Regions from separate parts of the Rattus norvegicus genome. Here region 1 is linked to region 2. A link is a contact called in public Hi-C data. All regions are on one chromosome and are shown on one strand. Each heading gives the region's core, a stretch centred on a gene start, on an enhancer-like site or on the middle of the called end of the contact. The rest is flanking DNA. Distances are from core to core; before and after follow the strand shown. Region 1 holds the start of Id3 (inhibitor of DNA binding 3). Region 2 holds the start of Gale (UDP-galactose-4-epimerase).

Region 1 (4,056 bases), core at 1,519-4,018, 180 kb before region 2:
ACCTTAACACACAATCCAAGATGGATGCCACTGGAGTCTTAAATTTAAGGCAAAGGTCTCTTACATGGAAACAGGACCTCTAGAATGTGGGAGGTCTACTATTACTCTGCAAAATTCCATGTTTGATTTCTGAAGGTCGCTCATATCTCCCATCTGCTCATCAGAGGAAAGCAAGTCGGTCCCAGAACAGGTTAAAAACTGTTAATCAGACTGGAAGGACAACTGGCAAAGGGGTGGCTCCCCACCCCCACCCCCCAGTTTCAACCCAGAAAACTCACTAGGGTTAATGCAAAGGGTAATGAAATGTTATGAAATTAGAAGTAACACATGCCAAGGCCGACACAGATGAGATCATATAAACAGGAATTCAGTGAGGATGGGGGTCTGATGCAGCCCACCTGGGTAGACCACGTTGGGGGTGGGTAGATAGGGCATGGGTATCAACCCTCCTTGCCTTTGCCTAACTTCCAGGCCTGACCACCCCCCCAAATGGCCAAAGGTCCTACTCCTGCCAACCACAATACTAACTATTCTTAAAATCCCGGGTCAAAGTTTACTGAACAATAAGAGAACTTATTGTTTCCCAGATACTTGCATCCCTAAGAAGTGGCTGCAGACCCTGGATGCTTTGGTTTTCCTATGCAGGGTCTTACGATGTGGCTCTGGCCATCCTGGAACTCACTATGTATAGCCCAGTCCTCCATCCATGTGCCTCTGCCTCACAAATGCTGAAATTTAAGTATACTTCTATAGCTCTGACCCCAGTGTTTCTTTTTCCAAGTTTTGAAGGCTGGGGGTAAGCCAGACCAGGAAGCATGAAGTGGAAGCAGGCCTACCAAGTTTATTCACATACGAAATGGTTCATCCCCATACTTGACACCGTGGAGCTGGGAAGATATGCCTAGTAACTTGCAGCATCTAAGCGCTGCTGCAGAGTTCAAGGGACTGGGGAAAAAAAAAAACTCAAACTCAAAGTTGTTGACTTGTAGTAGAGGCTTCTGTAATTTAGAGTAGGATCACAGATCCTTACTTTCAACCTCCAATGTATTTGGGGATTCCTACTTCGAGCCCTTCCTACCAAGCCACCCCCTACGACCCCCTCACAGCTTCACCTGGGAACTTTCACCCCTAAAAAGGGTATGCAAAAATCTGCTCGTCCCAAGCTCCTAGGAGATGGCGTAAGACATCATACACAAAGTGTTCAAAAATTGTTTATTATGCAAAATGTTAACTTTTATAAAAAGTTTAATATACATCACATGGTTACAGAAAGTCACCTTCCTGTAAAAAAAAGGTACAAAAGCTATATACTCTATTATAGAGTTCATAATCAGGGCAACAGAGCTTTTCTCCAAGGAAACCAGAAGACCAGCTCTTATGCTGCCTTGGCAGTGTGTGCAGGGCAGCCACTCGTGTACCCCCCACACCCTTCTCGACACCCCATTTTCGGAAAAAAGCCAGTCTTTTTAAGACTTGAGTCAGGGTGGGGACAGAGTGACGTTGCCCAGCTGCTGACCAGCGAGTGCTAGCTAGCTCTTCAGGCCACCCAAGTTCAGTCCTTCGCTCTCGGGCTCCAGGTCCAGCCTCGAGGCATGAGTTCAGGGTAAATGAAGAGGGCTGTGGCAAGATCGAAGCTCATCCATGCCCCTCAGGCTTCCGGCTGGAGAGAGGGTCCCAGAGTCCCAGGGTCCCAAGCGGAACGGGCGCCAGCACCTGCGTTCTGGGCGGGGGAGGAGAGAAGAGCGAGGGAGCCATCAGTTTCCGCCGAGCGCGCCCAGGCGGAGGATGCCGCAGACTGGCCGGCGCCAGGGAGGAAACTCGGTCTCTACCTCCAGCTGATAACTCCGCGCCCCACATTGCCTCCACCCAGTTGGCGCCAAAGGACCACAGGCGGAGTCACCACTCCCCCTCCCGCTTGGAAATAACACTAGTGGGAAGGGGGGCCTATGAGCCTTTACTGAAAGGTTCATTTGGCGCGACGCCGGCCCACTTGCCCTAGGCTCTGGCCACCCGGGATGAGCAGAGACAGCGTGCCTTAGGAGTGCACGTGATATTGACATTGGTTCTGTCGTTTATTATCGTTTATTCTAAGTGATCATGCATAAGTCTTTTGCCTCTCAGTGGCTAGGCTTTCCCTAAACTGATTGAACCCTAAGCCTTACAATGTTCTGTCAAAGGCAGGATTTCCCATGCAAGCCTCCCTCCTCCTCCGCTCCCCGTCAGGAGAACTTACCGGGAGGTGCCAGGACGACCGGGTCAGTGGCAAAAACTCCTCTTGTCCTTGGAGATCACAAGTTCCGGAGTGAGCTCAGCTGTCTGTGAAAGAAGGATAAGAGACGAGTTAGCCAAGGTACTCGAGGACGCGGTGGGGAAGACCCGCAGCATCCCAGCCCGCACGTTCAGATGAGCCTGGTCTAGCTCCCTCTCGTACCTGGATCGGGAGATGCGGACCATCCGGGGGTCCAGGCGCGGGCTCTGCCAGAACCACTTGAAGGTCGAGGATGTAGTCTATGACACGCTGCAGGATTTCCACCTGGCTAAGCTGAGTGCCCCGCGGGACTCCCGGCACCAGTTCCCGCAGGCGCGAGTAGCAGTGGTTCATGTCGTCCAAGAGGCTAAGCGGCTCCTCCGCCGACGGGCTCTTACCCCGGCCTCGCGCAATGGCTAGGCTACGTTCCGACAGGCAGCACACCGCCTCGTAGCAGCCGCGCACCGGGCTCAGCGCCTTCATGTTGGAGGTTGGAGAGCAAAGTTTAAGAACAGAAAAAGATACCTAAAGCAGCAAACTGTGCGCACGCTTGCAGCGGGCCGCTCTTATAGAATCCGCTCTAGGACACACCCCCTTATTCAAAACAGATCGCCAAGGCTCCACCCCCGCCCGCCCTGGGCACCGCCTCCCCGGCCCTGGGCGTTCACAGTGGGTTTAAATTGCTAACAGGCTTCCTCTGGCTGGTCGGACGCCGAGGACCGCTGAGCCTCGGATGCGCGGAATGAGGAAGAGCTGATACCGAGGAGAGGCGGGGCTCTCGAGCCAGCACAGATTTGAAAAAAAAAAAAATCACTTAAAACCATTAACTTTTAAGAACTTGCCTTTTCTGGAGGCGCCCAAGTTCTTTAAGATCCCCTCCCCCCTGTCCAATACTGGTTCGAACCCACAGCTCTGAGATCATAAATCCCTTGAACGACTAAAGAACTAATTCTCTCTCTCTCTCTCTCTCTCTCTCTCTCTCTCTCTCTCTCTCTCTCCTCTCTCCTCTCTCCTCTCTCCTCTCTCCTCTCTCCTCTCTCCTCTCTCCTCTCTCCTCTCTCTCTCTCTGCTCTCCTCCCTCTCTCTCTCTCTCTCTCTCTCTCTCTCTCTCTCTCTCTCTCTCTCTCTCTCAAGAATTTTCAAGAGAAACTTGTAAGGAATTAGTGCCGCCTTGTTCCCCAATTTGCTGCTCGTCTGACCTCCAGACTCACTGGCGTCAGGAATTATCTTGTGACCAGAGGGGGAAAAAATTAATTGCGGTGAAGCTGAGGTTACAATGAAGAAAACAGATTTGGGCTAGGCGCTGAGATTGCAGAAGGAGGAGGGAAGGGGAGGTTTGAGCAAAGAACACTATTTATTTGAGCAACAGGGGGAAAGGGGGTAAGAGAGAAGAAAGCAGCCTGGATCCAATCGTTTTCCATGGAGAAAGAAAAAGCATGGATCTTTTGCACCATGAACTCCTTAAGGAACTGTTGTGCTTTGGAAGTGAATTTGATTAGGATTTAGGACAAGCTTTCAAATATGGGGACTAGAAGGAATGCTTGCTGCGTGAACCCTTTTGAGAAGGTCCCCTCCCTCCATGGGCACACATGCACCAAATGGGTCAGCAGTCTAACTTCTGCGTCCTCGGTTTTTTTTTTTTTTTTTTTTTTTTTTTTTTTGCACAGCCTCCCTCCCTCTGCACACTTTGCAGTCTGTGCAGAAAAAAAAAAAAAAAACCAAAAAAAAAAAAAAAAAACGATAGCAACTTCATCGCCCCACGTCTGTCCCTTTCTGCTCGGAAGGGCAGCCACCTGGACATGATTATT
Region 2 (3,779 bases), core at 803-3,302:
ATTTATTTATTTAATGTTCATGAGTACCCTGTCGCTGTCTTCAGACACCAGAAGAGAGCATCAGATCCCATTACAGATGGTTGTGAGCCACCACGTGGCTGCTGGGAATTGAACTCAGGACCTCTGGAAGGGGTCAGTGCTCTTAACCACTGCTCCAGCCCAGCACTTACCTTCTTAAAGAGGTGCTGTAGGGCTGCCTGGTCCAAGATGTCCATCTCCTCAAACTCCACAGAGCGGCCTGTCAGCTCCTGGACCCGGCGCAGGCTCTCAGGCATGGAGTCTTCTCCTGGTGGGGCACGCGGAAGCGTTCAACATTAGAAAAGTGGGTCCTGTATCCAACCCCTCCAGAAACCACCACTCACTCATCCCCATCCAGCTCCACTCACCACGAATGGAATTGTGGAAGTTGTCGATGACCACAGGCGAGTAGCCCGCCTCCAGCAGCTCCAACACTGTGTGGCTACCGATGTAGCCAGCCCCGCCCGTGACGAGCACCTTCTCCTCCATGGCGCCTGCGTAGAAGACAGAGTTTCAGAGGTGGCTGAGGCTGTCGGTCAGGGCCTCACTCCAGCTAGATGCTGGACCCTTCACTTCATCTCGGAGGATTCAGTGGTGACCCTAGTTTAAGGAGCGGCTCCAGAATGAGTCCTGGGTCTAACTAGATAACTATCAGATTCTGGCCGTAGGGGCCGATGTTTCGAACCCTCTCCAGGCCACAGTTTTCATCTCTAGAACTAATTATTACACACACACCATGTATTAGGAAGTCCCAACGAAGCGATTTAAAGGTCTGCCACTTGTATACGTAGGAGTCAGACACACCATCTTGTCTAGTTCCTGTTGACATAGGGAGTTTTGAAGACCCACCCTTCCTGCCTCCATGTCTGGAGAATGGGCAGTCTCAGACAGAAGAACGTGGCTTCAGGATGGGAGGCTAGGATTCAACCAAGGGGCCTGTCCCTGTAAACTAAGGTCTTTTCCCAGGAGAAAAAGGTCCCTGGGTTTGATGACTAATACCTAGTCTCCAACAACTGTCCCGAGAACGATCAGTTGGGAGGAAGCAGTAAAAACACCAAACGGCTTCAAGGGTGGGGTCCTTAGCCAAGAAGGCTGTGCCTAGTTCTGAGGCTGCAGTACCAACAGCCCTGGAGTGGGTAGGGCTTCACCCCATCCTGGGGCAGCCAATAGCTCAGCTTTGGCTCAGCTGGGTCACTCCTGGCTTGAAGCAACAGATCCCGCCCAACTAGGGCAGCACGGAGTCGTGTCGACGTGGATTTGGCCTCGCACTCCACTGCCAGGTGTGCATCCCCACCCTAAGCAAACTGCTGGGCGGACAGGAAGGAAATCCACACACTGAGGCCTTTCATTCTCACGTCCTGGCTCGCTGCCGTCTTTCTCCAAGCTGCCTCAAGTTTCTGCTGAGGTTATTCTGCTGCAACCCACTGCACTGCATCCAAGTGCGTCCAGGAATCACTACCCCGCACTTGTGCGTTATTTTCCCAACATCTGGATGAGGCAGGTACTAGCTAGCATTTGGTACTAGGATCAGAGCCTGAATGCAGTCACTGGTCTGGGGTCACACAGCAGTAAGAACCGCCTGAGTGAGATCCCCGGTCTCTACAGTTCCCGCATTGCTCGAGGACGCGGTGAAGCGGGCGCTGAGGGGGCCCTGGAGGCAGAAAGGCTGCTCTGAGGTCGCTCCGCTCCCGACTAGGGGGTGACCTTGGTCAGCAGTCCCCTCCACAGTTTTCGTGGTCTGTACAAGGGAGGAGAGCGGGTGCTGACTTTCAACACCACGGGCGAGGCGGAGCTTAGCTCTGGACTTCGGTTCTGAGCTGGGACTCGGGAAGCGGGGCCCCGAATGAATGGGCTTGGGTGGCCCCCACTATGGCTATGGAAAACACGAGCAGAAGGGGTGAGCCTGGCCCTGTTCCGAACACGAACCGACCCTCCTGGAACTCCCTCGCTCCCCACCAACCACTGGCCCTTCCGAGCTCACTAAGCCCTTCATTCTACCAGTCGAACCTGCAGAGGATCCAGCGCAGACTCCAGGCACCGCCTCCCGCGACCAGCGCAGCGGCTCCTTTAAGACCTGACAGCCCAGCCTGACCCCGCCTCCTCCACGCCCTCCAGGAAACGTGTGTACTCGGTTGCCCACTCTACGGCGGCCCTGGAGGGACAAATGGCTTGCACAGGCTTTAAGCGACTGCGCAGTGCGTTTCCATTGAGGGCGGAAATGAGGGGTACGGACCCCATCCGGTGACCGGCGGGCTGCGGAGGAGAAACCCGGTCAAGACTGGGGTCTTCCTAGTCCCCAGCCCTGACAGCTGCGTCTCTCCACTTTGGGCCATTGTTTCCCCCGTACGTGTCAAATCCTTTGTCGGGCTGCTCTAATTGGAAGGCATAGCTGGCCCGGGCTGCGACCTGGATCCAAGTCCACCTGGGAACAAACCAGGATGGGGAAGGAACCTTTAAATTCACGGTAGCGATTGCTATGCCCATCGCTGAGCCGCCACCTCCCTCCCCCAAAGGTGTGTGTGCGCACCCGCCACTGTCAAGACAGTTTGGTCTGGGTTTAAAATACAAAGCGAGGCTGAAAGATGGCCCAGAGCCCTTTCTCCTGCAGAGTCTTGTTTCCAGCACCCACATACCGCCTATCATTCCATGGGACGCTATGCCCGCTTCTGACCTTCAAGGTACATACCTTACATACCTGCCATTCTCTCACAAATACGTAAATAAAAAGTAATCTTTCCTGGTAGCACAGGCCTTCAATCCCAGCACTTGGGAAGCAGAAGCAGACGGATTTCAGTGAGTTGCAAGGTCAGTCTGCTCTACACAGTGGGTTTGAGACCAGCCACAGATAAATAATGAAAGATGAGGCTAGAAGACAGCTAGCCCATCAGTTAAGGTCACTTACTATTGCTCTTCATAACCCCCTGTAACTGTGGGGATTTTCTCCCGCATCCACACACTTTGGTTTGGTTGATTGGTTTGGTTTAGCTTTGGTTTTTTGAGACGGGGTGGGGGGTAGGGATGGGGGTGGTATGTGTGTGTGTGTGTCTGTCTGTCTGTATAGCCCTGGCTGTTCTGGAACTCCTCTATAGACCAGTCTGGCCTTGAACTCAGGAATCCACCTGCCTTCTGCTTCCTGAATGCTGGGATTAAAGGCGAGTGATGTCCTCCCCACTCCCCACCTCCAGCATATAATTTGTTTTAAGTGGGGGAGAAGGCTGAACAGTTAAGAGCCGGTGCTGGTGCTCCTTTTGCTACGGACCTGAGCACTGTTCTCAGCACCGAGCCTGCATGACTCTCAGCTGTGGACAGTGCCAGGTGGTCCCACACCCTCTTCTGGACTCCTCATCCCCTGTATTTGCATATGCACACACAGACATGTATACATATCCATGCGTATACATAATTAAAAATAAGTCTTAATTTTTAAAGCTGGTTTGGCACACGCCTTTAATCCCAGCACTCAGGAGCCAGAGGCAGGCAGATCTCTGAGTTTGAGGGAAGCCTGGATTTCAGAGTTCCAGGACAGCCAGGGCTACCCAGAGAAACCCTCAAAAAATAAAAATGATTTCAAGCTGCACATTGTCTAAGTTTGTTATCTTAGCACTCTGGAAGCAGAGACGATGGCTCACTGGCCAGTCTAGCTTCCTTAGATAGTAACAGACCAATAAGAGCCGTCTTACTGCTCTGGGGACAGACACAGTCTCAGAAGCAGCTCCTTGGGTGTCCTGGCCAGCCACCATGTTGGTCTCAGGAACAGACGC

The links. A called contact is a pair of places that touch in the nucleus more often than the background predicts.
Region 1: a Hi-C map of hepatocytes shows a contact between it and region 2, with 1.6 times the contacts expected there. The contact joins the promoter of Id3 here to the promoter of Gale in region 2. A contact is called at or near these places in 2 of 12 Hi-C or Micro-C datasets (the A7r5 cell line and hepatocytes).

What each region holds. Positions count from the first base shown.
Region 1 is chr5:153,655,003-153,659,058 of GRCr8, reverse strand. It overlaps Id3 (inhibitor of DNA binding 3), which reads right to left and starts at 2,768. Exons shown (of 3, transcript NM_013058.2): 1 at 2,432-2,768; 2 at 2,234-2,316; 3 at 1,199-1,720. The coding sequence starts at 2,731. The coding sequence ends at 2,257.
Region 2 is chr5:153,475,693-153,479,471 of GRCr8, reverse strand. It overlaps Gale (UDP-galactose-4-epimerase), which reads right to left and starts at 2,052. Exons shown (of 11, transcript NM_080783.2): 1 at 2,026-2,052; 2 at 387-512; 3 at 171-286. The coding sequence starts at 507.